Regions from separate parts of the Anas platyrhynchos genome. Here region 1 is linked to region 2. The links are chromatin contacts, called in public Hi-C maps. All regions are on one chromosome and are shown on one strand. The core of a region is the stretch at or near the end of the contact, and the rest is flanking DNA. Distances in the headings are between cores, read along the strand shown.

Evidence for each region. A called contact is a pair of places that touch in the nucleus more often than the background predicts.
Region 1: a Hi-C map of F5 follicle shows a contact between it and region 2, with 4 times the contacts expected there. The contact joins the promoter of IFT56 here to the promoter of NFAM1 in region 2. A contact is called at or near these places in 2 of 8 Hi-C or Micro-C datasets (F5 follicle and skeletal muscle).

What each region holds. Positions count from the first base shown.
Region 1 is chr1:43,258,447-43,263,348 of IASCAAS_PekinDuck_T2T, reverse strand. IFT56 (intraflagellar transport 56) reads left to right here and starts at 1,651. Exons shown (of 18, transcript XM_038168341.2): 1 at 1,651-1,947; 2 at 2,051-2,188; 3 at 2,278-2,370. The coding sequence starts at 1,666.
Region 2 is chr1:42,998,635-43,003,466 of IASCAAS_PekinDuck_T2T, reverse strand. It overlaps NFAM1 (NFAT activating protein with ITAM motif 1), which reads left to right and starts at 3,379. Exons shown (of 12, transcript XM_072035558.1): 1 at 3,379-3,493; 2 at 3,596-3,759; 3 at 3,934-4,033.

The DNA of each region.
Region 1 (4,902 bases), core at 402-2,901, 260 kb before region 2:
CAAGCAAATAACAACAAAAGTCTCATTTCTTTCTGATGGACTGCAAAGTAATTTTTATTCTCAAGGAAACAGAAAAGCCAGAAATACAGATACTTCATTAAAACACTCCATGGACAGGTGTTTTGGGTAGTTGTCAACAGTAGCATAATTTATTGTTCCTCTTCACTGGGATTTCTAATGGTGCAATTAAAAAAGTATAAAAGAAGGAAGTCTGATGAATTACATTGTGTGGTGTTGCTCTGTAATTAGAACAGATCTGTTCTATTTGCAGCAAACTGCAATGTCAGAAATGCTACAAGAAACAAGGTCACTACCAGGATTTTCCAAAGAGATCACGTACTGTATATTGTTAAAATGTACACAACCTGCACACCTAACATTTTATATTATACTCTCGATTATCATGTTTATGGTAATATAGATGGAATGGCTACCATCTGGTAGTTTTTACCAGATCTGGTATTTTTTACCAGATGGTAGTTTTTACAAAAAAAAATATAAACATCCATGTGGTACGACTTGTTGGCTACATAGCATCCTACCAAGAGAATATTACCAGCAACAATCCAGCAAACCATGATTCTTTATTGGAGCACATGAACAGCCCTGCTGAGTCAGCCAAAAGCTCCATCTATGCTGGTGTCCCATTTCCAGACCGAGGTTCCACCATGGGAGCTCCTGCTCAGTGTCTCCCTGACTGCTGAAGTTGGCCAGGTGAGAGGATTCTAGCAACTAAAAATCCTATTTCTATTCTCTCTCCCTTTCATCATCTACAACCGCCACAGGGCAGCAGGCACCAGACTTGTGCGCCACCTTCAGGGAAAGGCTCTTGTAAAGTTACTTGGTGGAAGTCTCATCACCACAAAAACAAAGAAGCACAGAAGAATAATGACAGGTGAGGAACCCCAAAAACTTCATTCACGTTGACCTAGCTCTTCTCAGGGCTGTCACAGGAGAGCAATCAGCCCATCAAGATCAACAGAAGAAGCTCTGTGGAGCACCTTACAGACTAAGGGGCAGTAGTGACTATAAGTGTATGAGACTCATCATGGGATGCCAGGGAAAAGCTTTCTGGGATTACACAAAACTTAGTATGGGATATTCAATGGGAGGACTAAAGGTGGGAAAAGGGAGGGATCAAGGTGGTTTGGGAAGGAACCAGTATGGATGGATAAGGGGATAAAAGGGGCTGCCCACGTATAAAGAAAATGATGCATAGTACATGTCTCTGGCTGTGCCCTGCATCTGATAGGCACAGTCTGTCTTGTATTCATATTAAATTCCACTTTTAACTATCTTCTTGTACAAAGGGATTCTCTATTCTGTGTGCATGTGTGTATGGAGATTTTAGCGCCAGCAGCTGGAATTAGACCACAAGTTGTTAGGGGTCCGTGTGTCTGGCGTGCCAGCACCTGGAGACACTGAATGCGTGCATATTGTGTAGGGGTGTCTGTCCATGTGTATTCACTCGCAAACATGGAGATGGTCTAACTGGCAAGGAGAACAAACGACCTGAGAGCCAAGTAGAGGAGTAAGAGACCAGATACTAGAGAGGGTCTGCAAGATGATTATTGAAAGCACGAGGACCTCCAAGCCAAGCACTGGGGCGCTCATGAGGTGTGGGGGACAACCAGAACACTCATTTACACGACCGTGCCTCTGTGCATGAGGCAACCGCAGCCCGGAGGATCAAAAAGCCAGCTCCTCCGGGCCTGCAGCAGGCGAGGCGGCTCCCCAGGCTGCCCCTCTTTTACGGGGAGCCTCTGGCGGTGCCTCCCCCACACCCGCGGCGGCGGAACTCAGGGGGACGGCGCCCGCCTCCAGCCGGCGCCCGTTCACCGGCCGCGCTCGGGCCTGCGCCTCCTTCCGCCCCGCCGTTACCGCGGCAACGGCAGCGGCAACGGCGGCGGAGCGGGGAGCGGGGAGCGCGGGCCCGGCGGCAGGATGGTGAGGGACGGGGCGGGCGGGGACGGGGGGGCGCCGGGCTGGGGGGCTGAGGGGGGATCCCCCCGGCCCTCCCTGACCCGGCTCCGCTCCGCTCTCCCCCCAGATGCTCTCCAGGGCCAAGCCGGCCGTGGGGAGCGCCCCGGCGGCGGGAGACAGGCGGAGGAAGAAGGGGAAGAAGGTGCCGCAGCTGGAAGAGCTCCTGGCCCTCCGGGACTTCACCGGCGCCATCGCCTTGCTGGAGGTGACGGGTCTCGGGCGGGGAGGGTGAGCGGCAGCCCCCCGGGGGCCCGGGCAAAGCGCTCACGTTCTTTTTTTTCTTCCTCTCCCAAGTTTAAGCGGCACGTGGGGGAGCAGGAGGAGGACACCGACCTGTGGATCGGGTACTCCGCCTTTCATCTGGGCGACTACAAGAGAGCGCTGGAGGTAAGGGGAGGAGAGCTGGCCCCCCGCCTAGGGAGTGGGGAACCTGGGCTGCGGGGTGACAGCAGGAGGGTGTCCTGCATGGGGAGCGGTCCTGCCAGCCAGTTACATCACAGACATGTGGTAGGGAAGCGGTTTGGATTGCAAAATCTATGTTACCCATCAACATAGACCTTATGTAGTTATTTACTCTTATTTAATGCTAGGCTCAGTAACCTAATTTGTCCCTTCTAATGTCATAGTTCATGTCCTCGATTTTCAATACACTTTTTGCAGTTAACTTTCCACGGCTTTGTTTTCAGGTTTAATTATTCCTTTGTCCTTGTTGCATACATTATCTGTAATACACATACTTCTTTAATTGTCTGTAGAGGTTGATGTCTCTGGCTATTTGATGTACTTGATTGTTCTTCTGCATGTTTTCTTATATGAGGCAATTCAATGGAATAAGACATTCTTATTCTCCAAAAGTTTTAAGTTACAAAGAAACACGTTGATTATTCAGACATGCATAAAATACCAATATTTGCACCATACAGTGTTGTTGTGTTACTTCTCGTGCATGAATCCATATGTAATTCTTTCTCTTTCGTGTTGATTTCTGTCTCCAGTGAAGCTCAGTTTGTTGGCAGTCAGTTTATTGTCAATGTCGCTGGAATCCTTTCCACAGTTGTGCCAGCATATTTCTCTATAGAAGCGTTAACAGATTTTGTTGCCTACTGTGCTTTGTAGCTTTGAGGGCTGGAATCAGTGTGCACCCCAGCACAGGGAGCGTTGTGGGGACTTGTGTGGTGGTACCCATAAGGCTGCATATAAGCTAGTGAACATTCAGAAACAACCCAGTCTGCCTGAGTGGTGGTTGTCTCATTGCTGCATTCCTACAGGTGTGAATTTCTGCACCCATACGAGGCTGTATTGCACTCTTTTAGTCCTATTTGTTTTGACCAATGTCAATTGGTGGAGATCTCCATTACAATTTGCTATAAAGGTATAGCTATACTCTGAGAAAATATTTAACAGTCTTTTAACTTGCCTTCCCTGGGAAAAGTGTTAAAAACAGACGATTATTTGAAGTATTAACAAAACAATATAACCATGGTGAAATAGATTAAAAGACAAAATATAATTGTTCTATAGGTAACATTAGATGTTTAACTATAGTTAAACAAGATCACATGCACAAGATTAATGTGCAAGGCAGAAATGGAATTCTTATAGCTTCCAAGTTCACAATGCACTTTCCCCTTACTTTAAAAATTAAAAAGGAAACGTCTATTGGGAGAAGTTAGAACTGTTCAGTGTAATTAAACTGATGGTATACATAGTATATAGAATGTATAGCAATAGTGTAGAACATAACATTAGCTTAATATTCACATTTAGAGTTGTCATTTAAAGACTATGAATATAACAATCAGTGGCTTTACTTAATTTATATCTAAACGTTAGGGTGTTAATAGGGAGTGAAGTTTAAAAAGAGGAAAAAATGTTTGCATACAAACAAAGAATAGTTGGAATTTCTTCGAAATAAATTCTGCTCTTTGGAATACCTAGTAGGTGCTTATATAGCCAGAACAGATTTTAAATGCTTCCTTCAATGAAAGACTAAGTGTCATTTTTGTAGAAATTACATGGTCTGTGGTGTTTGATTCACCACTAGGTGATGCTATTGCTTCAAGCTTTTAAAAACTACAATCTGCTCTATTTTTCCATCTTCTCATCCTAGTAGGGAGAAAAAAAAAGCCAACCATAAACCATGCATACAAACCTTTTTTAAATGAGAGATCACAAGGCCTATCTTTTCTCCTTTATGATTGATTTTGGCACAGTGACAAATGCTAATATCTTTGTCACTTTGGTGTCGTGGGAAATGAGCTTGTGTATCTCAGTCTAGTTTCTTTTGGGACTGAACATTGTGTTTGCAATTCCCAATGTTGTAGTGATCAAGGGAAAGAGTGTTGACTGTGGTGGCTGAATTCCCTTTCAGTTATAAGCTTCAAGGCTGCAGTGCAATGCAGAGTCTTCACTGCTGTAGGCATTGGTGTATTCTCAAGGACAAATTCCTTGATTATCTGAACTCCTGGAGCATTCTGGAGTGTGCTGGGACCACAGTAAATGAGTCTTTAGAATTCTGAAGAATTTTCTAATCCTCATAGTAACATTACACACAGACCAAATGATTCACAATCCCAAATGCCTGCAAGTGACAACGTACATAGCCTGTGTCACTATAGTCCTAGTCCATAGTTTATATTCTTTATACCTGATGAGGCTCTTCACAAATTCAGCTACTCAATATTCCTTTTATTTGTATTGATGCTTTCACGTGAGCTAGGCATGCTGGTTGCATGGCAACTTATGGAGAGGTTTGGGCATTGGGCTGAGGTGGCCTCCGTCATCTACTGGGAGAGGTGGGGAAAAAAGTGAAAAACAGACAGACCTGCAACCCCAAGAATACCTTCAGGGAGAATGGCAGCAATATTGAAAATGACAGCACATTCAAATGTGGTTCTTTTCCTATCGTAGGCACACCAA
Region 2 (4,832 bases), core at 2,130-4,629:
CTGTTCGAGTCAGTCCTTGTAAATGGTATTAGTACATGCCATAATGATCTTGGACTACATCATCTTTCAGATGATGCCCTCTTTGCCTACAGCAGACCCTTCCCCTGAAACATCTCACTGTTGCTACCATTGGTGGAAACACCACCAAAAATCCCCTGCTGCTTTGATACACACACTTCCAAGCAGGATGGAGAAATGTCCTTAAAATATTAGTGGTTGCTAGAGGTTTGTTGGTCTGTGTCCTGCTCCAAAGCTGGAGTAATATAGGTGGAATCACCTAGGAGATTTTATCTACTTCAGACATGGTCAGACAGCTGGGGGTGTACGTCTGCAAGTACCTGGGACCACAGGGTGGTGAAGGAAAAAGACCCCGTCATTTTTTTCAGCAGTATCCCTTCTGGGTCATTGCAGGTTCCTGAAAGAATTGCCCTCAGACGGGGCTGACGAGGTGGTGGAGCTGTGCTGTGTAATGGAGCCTGGACTTCCCGGGGAGGGGATTTCTCACCCGAGGGAAGTCCAAGGCCACTCTTCCACCTCTGCGGCTACCCCGGCAGCAGCTCAGCAAGGGAAAGCTGCCAGTGAGCGTGTGGTTGCTAAAACCTCCGGTGACACATCTCACTTAGCCTGCAGCACTCCCTGCACCGCCGTCTTCGTCCTGCCCCTGAATTGGCAAAACCTGTCCATTTGCTGAGCTCAGCTTGGAGAGATGCACACGCCTGTGCCAAACGCTGTGGCGATGCACAAGAGCCTCCTTCCCAGCCACCACGTCCTCGAGAAGCTCTCTGCTCTGCTCTGCTCTGCTGCCTGGAGGTCCCTGGCCAGCCAGGAGGAGCAGGCAGGGTGAGGAAGGGTGGTTTGAAGAGATGCAGTAGGTTTTCTTTTTTTTTTTTCTTTTTTCTTTTTTTTTTTTTTTTTTTGGCGGGGGAGGTTTGTTTCAGAAGGGAGGGAGGGAAGGGGCGGTTTGCTGAGGTGGGTCTTTCTCTTTTCTCCTCCTCTCCCCAAACACCTCAGCAGAGCCTTGCTCTGAGCTCAATGAAAGTAGGGCAGAGCCTAACCACATTTCAAGCTGTCTGCGTTTTTGGATTCTGGGTAATTGTGATCTCTTATCTGTTCCTAGAAAAGATTTAAACAACTTATAAACCACAGCTGGGCAGAGATAATAAAGGAAGCAGTGGCAGGGTGGGGAAGGATCTCCCCAGCACAAGCAGAGCAGGGAGGGGGGCCTGTGGGAGAAGTGGTGGGCCCGGTTGCGGTGGAGGGGTCTCCACATGGCTGCTGGGGCCACAGGGTCTGAGGGGGGTGGCTCGGGGAAACCAAAGCCACAAGTGCTGGTAGCTGGGCTGTGCATAAAATGTGTGCATACATGTACACGCATATATATGTGTAAGAGCAAGTGGAACTGTGTTTAGCCACAGGAGAGGGAGCCTGAACCCTGCTATGGTGTCCACGTAGTCCCACCTCCATGCACATGTTCTTGCTGAGGTTTTTCCTCCACGCTTCCTCTCGCACTCCGGGGCTTTCACATTTTCCATTCCTCATCACTGCTGGTCTACACCTGCCGTGGTAGGGTTTGCCATGCAGGGGATACTCCTTCCACTGGAGGGGTTTGACCCAGCCTCCAGCCCCACAGAGAGGCTCAGAACATCCCTCCCAGGCCTCCCCCTGCCCACTGGGGACATGCTCCATGCTCTGCCTGGTCCCCTTGCTCTGCTCTTTCCTCCTCAGCTGGACACTTGGTAGGATGCATGTGCTCTCCCCTTTGTGCTTGCTGTGCCTACGAGGGAAAAGCTTTGTCAGCAATGATCTTTTCATACTTTTAAGCTGTATTCTCATCATCCATCTTAAACTGCATGCAGGAATTTTGACAAGGGTTTAAAAAAACTTGGTAATGATCCTCTTGCAATAGGCCAAAACAACAGACCTGTGTCCTGTAGGCCTGTCAGCTTGGGATGTGGATTTTGGGTGGGAAATTGAAGGGGCAGAGGGAGGGAAAGAAGGAAGAGAGAATGAAAAACAATTCTATATTGACAAAGATCCTAGCAAAGAGATGGTTCTTTCAGCAAACGCTCTTGCCAGGGTGGTTTATTTAGTTTGGATAGCCAGAATAGGGCCTGGTGGCTTAGAGATGTTTTTCCACCCTAGGAGAGTTTGCTATAACAGCTGTATCAGCCTGTGTATTCTCCACAGTTCACGATAAAAGGAAAGCTGAGGAATTAATAGAAAAGAAAGCCATCTTTTTTTGCCAGCAAGATACTTAGCTACTTAATCCCTTCCCAACCTTCCTCCCAGGAATTGGCAGAGGCCTGGTGCACGCGAGGAGAGCGGCGCTGATCTAATGCCGGCTGCGACTGCATGCGTGCCCCACTGCAGGGGGGCCCTGCTGGCTCAGAGGCTGCTGTTGCTTGCTGCAGGTCCCTTGGCTGGAGAGCTGCCAGCAGCTGTGTGGGCAAGCAAGGAGTCTCAGCTAGGCAAAAAAAAATAAATAGGAAAGACATTAAAAGAAAACAAAGCAACAGGAGGAAGTGAGGGGAAGAACTGGGGAGGGAATGATGTAGGCAAGGTGCAAGGGAACGCAGGGACTTGGATGAAAACGAGTTGGAAGCGTGGTGCAGCTGCGGGGCACGCCGTGGGGCACCTGAAGGCAAGCAGAAGCTGCGCCTTGCCAGGGCTTGGGCAGCCGGGCCTGGCACAGCCAACTGGCTCGCCTGGCAGGCCATCTGGCGAGGCGGTGGCTGGCAGGCACGGGTCCTGCGGCTGCCTGGCTGCCCCATCTCCTTGTTCTACACAATCCTCCCTGCGTCTGCCCGCTGCAGGAGCCGGCCCCCCGCCAGCCCTGCCTGCCTGCCCACCCTCCACTCTCTTGGCAGGGCGCTTGCGCAGCCATCCCCTCAAGCTTTTCAAGGACTGATGCGAACACCCAACGCAGCGCTGCTGGCGATTAGAGGGCTCCTCTTTTAACACAGCATGGCCGGGAGATGCCAGCATCCTGCCCCTGGCCTCTCTGCTCATCTGTGGCACCTTGGGGCTGGTGACACATCCCGCGGTGGCTGTGGGAGGGCTGTGCACATGGCTCCTGCTCTCAGGGTTCCTGCTCTCCTACTCCCACAGGGCTGGTGGGGTGAGCCCGCAGCTGCTGAAGTTTGCACTGATTTGAGCCTCCCTCTGTCGAGGCCAGGGCAATGGCATTGCAAAGCCCCGACCTGCTGAGGGAGAAAGGTGCAGCATCACCACTTAGTGCTGGTAGTGCTTTGCTTCGGGTGGAAAATACGTAAGAAGCTTTCCCAGGAAAAATCAGCGTACACATCATCTCCGCTTTCTCGCCTAGCGCCCTGCCAGGGGCCCACACTCACTGTCAGGAGGCCTCTGCAGGTTGAGAAGTCTCATTCATAATAAAACTTCACTCCCCACCAGCACTGGCAAGAGTTTCCACTGCGCCGGCTGCGTAGGAGGGGCTTCTGAGACTGAGTGGCAAACTGTGCCCGGGCGTCCCGAGGTGAGGCCACCCTTGCTCCCTGTACCTCTACCCTCAGGGGGGCTGCTGCCCCTTGGGGCTTGCCAAAATGACTCAGTCCCTCTGGTCTTGCTCCACTGCCAGAGCCCGGGACTGGCTGCGAGCTGGGTCTGCGGTGCATGCGGGGAACCGCAGGCTCCTGCTCCTCTCCACGGGCTGCTGCGGTGAGGGAGGCAGGGTGAGAAGGGAGGACAGCAGGCATCAGGGCTGGCTTCGCACCATAGCAGCGGGCTGTGCTGGAGCCTGTGGTAAGGTTTATTTTCCTTTCCTGTATCCCGCCTTCTGCTTACCTTCGCCTAACGGGCGAACCGCTATGGCAATAGCTGCAGCTTGCTGAGTAAACATTGTTCTGCGAGTTGTTGATTACAGTTAATTAGCATTAATTTTGCCTTAAATGGATCCTAGTTGTGCTCGTTTTCTAGGGGCTACAGTTGCAGTGCTGCTGCACAGAGGAGATGCCCGGCCAAGGGGGGCTTGGAGCAGGAAGCATGGAGGTGTCCCTGCGATGGGGGCAGTGACAGTGTGAGAGAGATGGGATGGGATGGGATGGGATGGGATGGGATGGGACCAGCATGGCATTCACTTTTCACACACTTCATCTTCTCAGTGACCTGTACCAGCTCAGCCCAGCACCCACGTTTCACGTGAACAGATGACAAAGTGTTCTGCCGTGCTGACAGCGCATGTAAAACTGGGAGACAAGGATTCACCTGCCCCAAGAAGTCATTCTTGCTTATTGCAGGAGTAGTAGTTTTTCAGAGCTTTTTAATAATTTAAAAAAACAGACAAAACCACCAATACTCTGTGCACCAGCGGGTCAAAATGAAAGGGGGAAGGTGCCTCGTGGCTTGCAGAGGGGCACCTGCGAGGGGTGGAGGCAGGGCTGGGGGGCAGCGCTGCTTCCAGAGACCCCCCTGGGGAGCTGTGGTGAGGGGTCGGGAGGCTGAGGGAGCTCGGCCCCGCCATGCCGGGCCGGGGTCGGGGCAGGGCTCGGGGCTGCCCGCGGCCGGGGCGACGGCGCCATCTTGTGGGGGAGGGCGCGGCCGCCGCCCCTCGGCCGCCACCTCCTCCCTGGGTTCCCACTGCCCTGTGGGCTCTGGGGCTGAGCCAGGTGGATTTTCTAATTTATTTTATTATTTTATTTTATTTTTTTCATGGAAGATGTCAGCCCAAGAAGTCAAGGAAGTCCTTGGAGGCGAAATCCCGCTTGTGACGAGGCTGTAAAAGGAAAGCTGCGAAGGGGAGCTGGAGGGGAACGCCGCGAGGTCGGGGCGCAGGCATGGAGCGTGAGCCCTTGGGAGCATAGCAGGCGTGTGATGAT